Regions from separate parts of the Gossypium hirsutum genome. Here regions 2 and 3 are each linked to region 1. The links are chromatin contacts, called in public Hi-C maps. All regions are on one chromosome and are shown on one strand. The core of a region is the stretch at or near the end of the contact, and the rest is flanking DNA. Distances in the headings are between cores, read along the strand shown.

Region 1 (2,969 bases), core at 268-2,767:
GTCTAGTCTCTTAAAAACTCCCCCTCCATTCCAAGTAAAGTTAGGACCACTAAATCCCAGATCATGCAGCCTCAAGGAGTCCATGAACTCACTAAAAAGAGCACACCTTTTACCAACAGCCCGACCACCTCTTTTTTCACACAAATTGAGAATAACATTGAAATCACCAATCGCAAGCCACGGAGTCTCGTCCACTAGTACAATATATTTGAGAGCATTCTATAATTCCTTCCGCTTTTGGCTATTAGGGCTGCCATAAACAAAAGTGACCAATACCGGTTGTCGAAAAGACTTTCCAAAAATTCTAAGAGTAATAAACTGAGAATGGTTACCCAAATTCCTCCAGAATAACCAACAGCTTGCACATGATGTGAGAATTCAAACCCGAGCTTAGCAATAACAGAATCAACTTTAGAACCACTAACCCTTGTTTCTAAAAGACCAACTAAGTCAGGCTTATGCTCTCTATTATATTCCCAAAAAATACGAGGAAATTTTAGGCTAGCACAACCTTGACAATTCCAACAAAAAATAGTAAAGTTCATATTTAAAATAAAAAATAACAAAATAACAAAATAAAGATACCACCAAATCATTTGGGTGCGGGTCTAGGATCACTAGTCTGACTCTCAATATTTCCTCTGATTATATCTGCTCTAGTCTCAACTTGCGACTTGACAAGATTAACCATGGAGCTAATAGCTTTTGTCAACGGAATTTTAGAAATTCTCGCATTTTTTAATTTACCTTCTTTTTCTTTGAACGAACGATTAAGAGAGGCTCCACCACAGTTATTAGCAATTTTAATCTCTGAAACACGTCCTCTGGAAATAGAAAAAGATTTGTTAGTATTAACTAAAATATTTTTCTTGTTACCTTTTTGCGTTTTAATCTCATTATTTCCCTTAAAAATAAATGCCGAATGATGCTTGGGATCTAAAAATTTTGTGTCTAATTTGACAACAGAGTCATTCAGGCCTTTGAACATAGGATTGTTGTGAATTAAATTATGACCACTATTTTCAGAGGCACCCGAATGTACAGTTGTAGTTTCCTGGTCAAAACCAATATTAGCAGAAAGGCCACTTGGACCCTATTTGTCCAAATTAGGATTCTGATCCTTAAATAAAGACTTATCCAGACCACCAAGGTTAAGTCCATTTAAAGACACATGACCATCTGGCCCAGTTCTTCCACCCCTTGGCCTACCACGCTGAATGTCCATCGGCCTGCTTGTTTGCGCCTTACCCTCTTTCAGACGCAAAGCACCTGCATTCGACAAAAAGGAAATATAATTAAAAAGGAGAAGATTAATAGGTAGGTCCTTATCTTTTTGAATAAAATCCTCTGGCCCCATAGGTCTTTTCCCCTGAGCCTTAGAAAAATTATAATCTTTTAAAATATTTTGCCCAACAAGACTTGGCCCGCTATTCCCTTTGTCCCAGAATAGGCCTAACCGACTTTCTCAAATTCCCTTCTTCTTCACGACCCAAACTAGATGAGTAGCCCGATTCTCCCTTAGAAGAACCCCTATTTTCATTCAACAAATTACCCACAGTTACTTGGTCGTTCCCCTCTTCAGTCAACCCCCCATCAGCTCCAATAATATCTCCCCCTGAGATACCATCCACCATTAATGGCGCAAATCTGGAACCCAACGGGTTCTTTCCAAGTTTCACATCTCCTTTAGCCCGACAGTCCCGTTTACCCCGCCGTGATTTTCTCTCTGCTAACATCCATGGTCCATAATCGGCGCTCTTTCCATTACTGACTTCTCCAACACCTTCCCTGTGAGCCACCGCATTTTCAGTCACCGGCCTCTCTAAAGGTACCTTAACACTCACCGTCGGGCACAGTTCTTTAACATGCCCGTATTTTTCGCAACTAAAGCAGACTGTCGGGAGCGCCTCGTATTCGACCCGTATTATGGTTCCATCAACCAAAACTTTTGTAATTCCATTCAAATTACTAACTTTTGTAATTATATGATCAGATACATTAGTGTTTTCAAATTTAATGGACAGCCGAGCAGTTAGGGCAAGTGCCCGGCTCTAAAATCGAAATATTTTTTATCTAGGTTTTTTAAAATTTTAACTTAATAAAAATAAAATTACACTATAATCTCTTAAAATTATAAAAATTTAATTTAATATTTTAAAAATTATAAAGATATAATCTATTAAAATAATAAAATTACATTTGTATTATTGTGAAAATTATAATTTAATTTCGCTCCCTTCAAATAATTTCTTACTTCGCCCCTATTAATGGATAACTTTAGGGTGTATTTGGATGAGAGATTTGTTGGAGGTATTTCATTTGTAACAAGCTTTTCAAAATTCAAAATCTGAATTAACATATTAGGATAAATATTTTAAAATTTTTTGAGTAATTTTAAGAGAGGGTTTTATTAGCTCAATTTCCTTTTTCAAATTTGACCTAAAATGGTGGATTTTTTTTTTAATTTCTCATATTTTTATTTGATTTAATACACATTGTCCTGCTATAATATAAGAACTTAAACTTCAAAAATAAATTTTATTTAATTCTAATATATATTTTAAGTTCTATTCTTTTAAAACTAGTTATAAAATTATACAAATACAATGATATTCATATTGAATTTTTTATATTATTTATTGTAATACAATTATTCTTCTTTTCTAATTAATTTTTAATTTTAAAATTTCAATAACCTAGCTTTTCTTAAATTTCGATTACAAATGTATTTTGAATTGATGGGTTCTAAAATACTAACATTTTAAAAATATAAAAAATTTTAAATTTCATCGTCCAAACAATCTCTAAGTATATAAAATCGCTAATTTTGGTAATATTATTCTTACCTTAATTTAATTATATATTTATAGATAATTTTTTAAAAAAATAAGGATTTTAAAGATAAATTAAATCGTAAAAATAAATTAAATCATTTGCAAAAATCTAATATGTTGTATACAATTAGTATT
Region 2 (2,969 bases), core at 296-2,795, 110 kb before region 1:
TTAAAGTTGCAGAGAGAGAAGTGAATATCCAAAGAATGAAGAAGGCATCTAAGATTGCAACGGGAAGAACCAAAAACAGTCTTGCCTTTCCAGAAAGATCACTCACTGCACCAACATTTTCTACCACTTCAAGAACTTCAGACGCCAAAAAGAAAGTTGCCCCAAGCATGATTACCTTTGAAGTAAGCCCACCAAGGGTAGGCCTCACAACACCATAACCCATCGAAACCATCAAAATGATAATCCAAGAAACTGTACGTTTGATAGTACCGAAGCTGACCGCCCACATGGTGATCCCAACTGGCCTGATTCCACTCTCATTGAACTCAGCATAATCGAAATACCAAAGAGCCATCTCAAGCATGCCGAGCGTTATCACTAATGTTATACAGTTTTGCAAAGGAAAAATCTCTCTCCAAAACCTTGCATACTGCGAGAACCAAAAGATTCCAAGGATCACAAAAGCAAGGGACATGAACCCGTAGAAATTCATCAGCGGGGCCATTCTACCGGGTAGATAGCCATTAGGATTTTTCCATATGGTTTTCCCCTCCACAGTCAAATCTTTAAGGTTCACATCACAGTGAATGAAGTACAAGTTATACATCCCAGTTTTAGTAATCTTTATAGACCTTGATCGCAATGTTGCAACCTCATCATCTCCATTAAAGGAGATGCCGAACACTTTGGGCCAGTTAGGATTCTCGGTGGAAGGACGATAAATAACTTCTCCTTCTAAACAAACACCGAGTTTCGCAAGATCTGCCGTGCAACAAACAGCTCTTTGTCCCCCATAAGCTGAACCCCCAATCGTGTCTCTATCTTCGACCTCGAAAACAACTGCTTGTATAGCCTTGCTGCTAAAGTTAGCAGCTTCTTTGGGTCTACGGAATGTAACCTTCTCAAAACTGGTTCAATATTACATGCAAAATAAGGCAATCAGAAGGAAGAAAATGAGGAACATAAGCAATTGCACATGAAATTTTGTTCTTTGGGTACTAAACTTCAGTTTCATTCCAGAAAACATAAACTTTAAATTCACTAGTTTTAAATTCTTTTCAAATTTGCCCTACTACTCAATTCTGAATGCAGTATCAGATCCTAATACCACACATTTCAAACAAAGATATCTACAAAACTAAGAGATCTAAAAGCTAAAAGCAGCAGATACTTACATACAAAAAGGGAATTGCAAAACGGAAAATAAAAAAAGGGGGGAAAGGGAATAAGTTACCGGATATAAGAGTCACCAATAGTGGCGGTTACATTGTAGGGGTCAGCAAAAGAAGAATAAATGCCTTCGCTGCCGCCATGGACGACGAATGCGTTGCCTTTACCCACGAATTTCTCACCATTGTACTCATGAACCGAACCGTCAACAAAGAAAACAAAGCAGAAACACAAAATGGGTAGAAAGAAGAATGAATCTCGAAGCTTAAGCATTGCCAATAAAATGAAAAAGATGGAGACTTTGGTTGGATCTGCTAATTTGCGAAGGGGGTTTTTTTTTTTGTCTTTCTAATAGAGCTAAAGGACCAAGTAAACTGTGTAAGTAGAAATTTTTAAATAATATTAGTAAGAAGGATAGGTGCGGGAGGTGAGGAGGATTTAATCCTGACCCTTAGATAATTGACTTTCTTGGTTTTATTTAAGATTAATAATTGTGAATTAAATTTTTAATAATTTAATGAGGTAATCAGATTAAGGAGAACAATGTGCATTCAGTGCTGTCGGTTTATTAATTAAAACCTGGCCAGTTTTGTTCTGTCAACCCATCAGCTGGGCTTGACTAGAGGTGATCATGGGCCGGGCCGGGCTCAAATAAAATTTTAGGCCGGTCTATTAGGTCTAGGCCTGGCCCGGCTCAAAATATGGGCCTAAAATTTTGCTTAAGCCCGGCCCGAAATAAAATTACTAAGCCCGAGCCCGGCCCGACTCATATTATTTTTTTTATTTTATTAAATAAAAAATTAAAAATATAATAAATCAAATATTTTTAAAAACATAAAAATAAATATTAAAACAAATAAAAATAATACTAAAACAATTCTTAAAACAATACACAAATTAACAATATAATAAAAAATAGTTATATTAAAAATTTAAAATAATTAAAAATAAAATAAAAAATATATTAATATATAATTCGGGCCGGGCCAGGCCCGGGTCAAAAAACTCTTACTCGAGGCCCGGCCTGTTTTTTAAACGGGCCTCATTTTTTTGCCCAAGCCCATTTTTCGGGCCTATATTTTTACCTAAACCCTCCCATTTTTCGGGCGGGTCGGGCCGCCCAGCCCATGATCAGTTCTAGGCTTGACCAATTTCTTTTTATTAAAAATAATAAATTCAATATTTTGTTTCTATTTTTAAAATTTGGTGATGAAATAAAAATATTGATAAATTAAAATTATATCCATTTTTTAAATCTCAATTTCGATTTTTAAATTTATTACAAATATTTGAATTTGTTTGGAATGCCTAATTTTCAATTTCATTAAATGCTATGTGTCTTCAAGTATTTTTAACATTTTATATGGTTTTTAATTGAAATCTAATTTAAAAAAATTGAATGATACCAAATAGTGGTGTTCATAAGTCGGGCTTAAGCATGATATTAATACACTTTATGTTTCCTTAAGTTTGGCTCAACTCGAAATATAAACTTAAAATTAAATTTTATCCGAATCTGTCTATTTTTGCAAAAGTTTTCCCATATTATTTTTAATTTTAAAAAATATTTATATTATATTATTTTAATATTTAATAATTTTATATATTTTTTATTTATTGAAATTTTTTACATAGTCATCTTAACATTATTTTAATATTTATATCAGAGTAGTATTACATATTTAGTGTATGTTTATTTTTTTAATATATTCTAAATTATATAATATATAAAAATAATATAATATAAAGTATTATAAACTTAAAAACGTGTCAGGCCAAGTCAGGGCTTGAATGTTGAA
Region 3 (2,969 bases), core at 166-2,665, 82 kb after region 1:
TAATGCTAATAAAAAATAGCAATAATAAAATAATGATATTTATACATAAATGTAAATAGAGATATAATACATAAAATATAACAATAACAGAAATATAAATAGATAAATAAAAATTAGATAAATAATAAAATAAACATAGATGAAAATATAATAATAGTAATAATACAATAGTAATAATAGTATGTTAAATAATAATAGTAAAAGAATAGTAATAATAATTACAAGAATGATAATGATAATAAAATAAAATAAAAATAATAATACTAATGTTAATGTTAATGTTAATAAAAATAAAAATAGTAATAATAGTAATAATAATAACAATAATAATAATAATAGTGTTAGACAAATTAATTTGAAAATAAAAAGGCAAAATAAGCGGAAAAAGGACTAAATTGAACCTAAAATGGAAGTTCGGGGCCAATTTGAAAATAAATAAGGAAGAAAAGGACATTATCGAATGCGTAAACAACAAGGAGGGACCAAATAGGGCAATAACCCCTTTCTCTAAAACGTGCAGCATCGAGTAGGACTCAATTGAAATCCAAGCACAAGTTCGGGGCAAAATTAAAACCAAAAAAAACTTAATTGCAAAGTAATAAAAAAGCGGAAGGGGTAAAAGTGAAATTAGTCATTCCGTTAAAAAACACGCGGATCCTGGGCCGGAGCAGGTCGGATCGGGTTAGGCTAGGCTAAAACGACGTCGTTTTATATAGCCTATATAAGTTAAAAAAAAATAAATAAATAAATAATCATTTGATATCAGTTCTTCAAAAAAAAATCCTTCTTTCTTTTATTCTCTGCAGGTCTTCTAATCCGGCGAGGGCTCCGACCAGTCACCACCATCCTCTGCCGCACCTCCGCCACCGGCGACTGCCGTGTACGACGGCCGGAGGTCAAAAATTCCCTTTTTCTCAGCGCTTTGAAAGGTACTAGTTTCTTTTTATCTTTATTGCATATATAAATATGGAAGGGAACAAATTCGTAAATTAGAAAGAAATAAAAAAAATAAAATCACCTTAGGCTTTCGATTTTGATTTTTGGTATTTTGGTTCCCTGATTGGGGGCTATTCTCTTGCTTTGGTATTACTGGAATCACTATTTTGCTTGTGTTTTAAAATCTAGTGCTTGTATTTATGAAAATTGCCGAATGTTAACAATAAATTTTGGCTTGGCTTTTTATAGTCATTTTACATGCTTTTGTTTATTATTTACTGTCTTTTCTTCATTTAATCTGCAGGTGCAAGTGGGCGGACAAGGCGGTGGCAGTAGGCGGCGCTTGTAGTGGCGGTGGCAAAGGAAGGGTTTTTCTCTTTTTTTGTTTTTTTTTTCTGATTGTTAGTTTGGGCTGGGGCTAGATTTTAGTTGGGTTTGAGTTTGATTTGTTTGGGTTAGGGCTGTAATGGGTTTTGATTTTGGGTAGGTAGTTGGGCTTATTTTATTTTATTGGGCCTGGGCAGAATTTGGGCTGTATAACTTCAATAAGAGAGGATTGAACCCTAAATCATATAATTAAGAAATGAGGTGAACATCCATCACATCACACCTCATGACTCAATTTTTTTTTATACATACAAGTTTACACGTTGTAGAATAAATTAATTTTAAATAAGATATTTTTAAGTGATAAAAGTTATAAAAAAATGAATATCAATTTGAGTGGCTATACATAAAATTAAGTGTAAGTTGGTAGGTTCATAGACTTGTAGTTACTTCTAGTTAATGATCTTTATAAATTGTGGTATCTAATTGATGGACAATCAATTTTGTATGGAACTTTTTTACTTTTTGGTCACGGATTAGGTAGCTAGGCTTGTGAACCTTGTCAATCCATATCACTCTTTTGTCTAACTACAAGTTGAATTAAGGATTGTATGTATTTTTTTATTTTTTTATTTTATCAATAACATTAAAAAATAATATTTTTAATGAAGTTGTTAAAATTAATTAGTGATAATAATGCATGAATTTTAATATAGAAACTTGGATATACCATGAAAAGATAGATTATTTTGTTTTATTAAATTGATAAAGGGAAGAAAAGTTCATAAATAAATAATGTTGTGTGATTATATTTTAATATATATATATATATTATACATTGAGATGAATTGGAAAGAGTAAAATATAAAATATTAGATTTATGAATAATACTTAAATATAAAAGCTATAAATTGTTGATTGAGTTCAAAGTTAATTTCGAAGAAATTTAAATTAACATTTTAATCATATGAAGATTTAAGATAGTTGGATAATTAATTTTGGTTGAGGAAAGATTCACTTATATCGATGTAAAATTCATATAATACTTATAAATGTGGTTGACGGAGTTAGTGACACAAATCAACTTGACACTAACTTAGTCAGGAAATTACTTAAAAACCCTTTTTAATAAAACATTAAATATTAATATAATGATATTTTTGTCTTTTACTATTTTTATATAAATATTTAAATAAAATAAATAAAAATTTTATGTTTAAGGTTTGAACCCAAACCTAACGATAATTTTACTTATAAACACTTTATCATTTTACCTATAACTCAATTTTTGTTTTTTTTTTGTATAAATATAATTTAAATATTACTTTTTTTTCTTTCACTTACACTGTGGATGTCACAAAATCTAGTATTAATACCAATGATGTGTTAATTAAAGAGGGTATCCACTTATCACAATTTTGGATCTCTACATCAGTTTGTTTGGGGTGCGCCTCTCCTTTATCGGAAAATTTGCAAGTACTTAAGACAACAATCAACAAACAACTGAAAAAGGGCCAAAACAGGCTGGTGTCGTGACAAGCAAGTAGGGATCGTTGAGACGATGCGATGTAAACCCTAAACAAATACAGCATCAATTTCGTGATGAGGAGAGCCTGGGCGTCACGATTTCACAACGTGTTCTCCTATCTGGTAGCCACATTTTAGACTTCAAGAAGGACCGCTTCTCCCAGTTAGAGTCTAACTAT

The links. Hi-C and Micro-C count contacts between places; a contact is called where the count stands out from the background.
Region 2: a contact with region 1 is called in a Hi-C map of leaf, with 3 times the contacts expected there. The contact joins the promoter of LOC121208594 here to the enhancer-like site in region 1. A contact is called at or near these places in 18 of 34 Hi-C or Micro-C datasets (callus, hypocotyl, leaf and 2 more).
Region 3: a contact with region 1 is called in a Hi-C map of leaf, with 4 times the contacts expected there. The contact joins two enhancer-like sites. A contact is called at or near these places in 4 of 34 Hi-C or Micro-C datasets (anther, callus and leaf).

What each region holds. Positions count from the first base shown.
Region 1 is chrA10:6,029,844-6,032,812 of Gossypium_hirsutum_v2.1, reverse strand. No RefSeq gene overlaps it. Among protein-coding and RNA genes, the nearest start is that of LOC121208590, 45 kb to the right of the region's middle. Within about 2 kb of position 1,517, at least 8 of the 9 cell types and tissues checked have an H3K27ac peak or open chromatin away from gene starts, as enhancers often do. A contact at or near this core is called in hypocotyl and leaf, where this site is marked.
Region 2 is chrA10:6,135,426-6,138,394 of Gossypium_hirsutum_v2.1, reverse strand. LOC121208594 (transmembrane protein 87A) reads right to left here and starts at 1,545. Exons shown (of 5, transcript XM_041079692.1): 1 at 1,235-1,545; 2 at 1-908. The coding sequence starts at 1,443.
Region 3 is chrA10:5,947,872-5,950,840 of Gossypium_hirsutum_v2.1, reverse strand. No RefSeq gene overlaps it. Among protein-coding and RNA genes, the nearest start is that of TRNAS-GCU, 9.3 kb to the left of the region's middle. Within about 2 kb of position 1,415, at least 1 of the 9 cell types and tissues checked has an H3K27ac peak or open chromatin away from gene starts, as enhancers often do. A contact at or near this core is called in leaf, where this site is marked.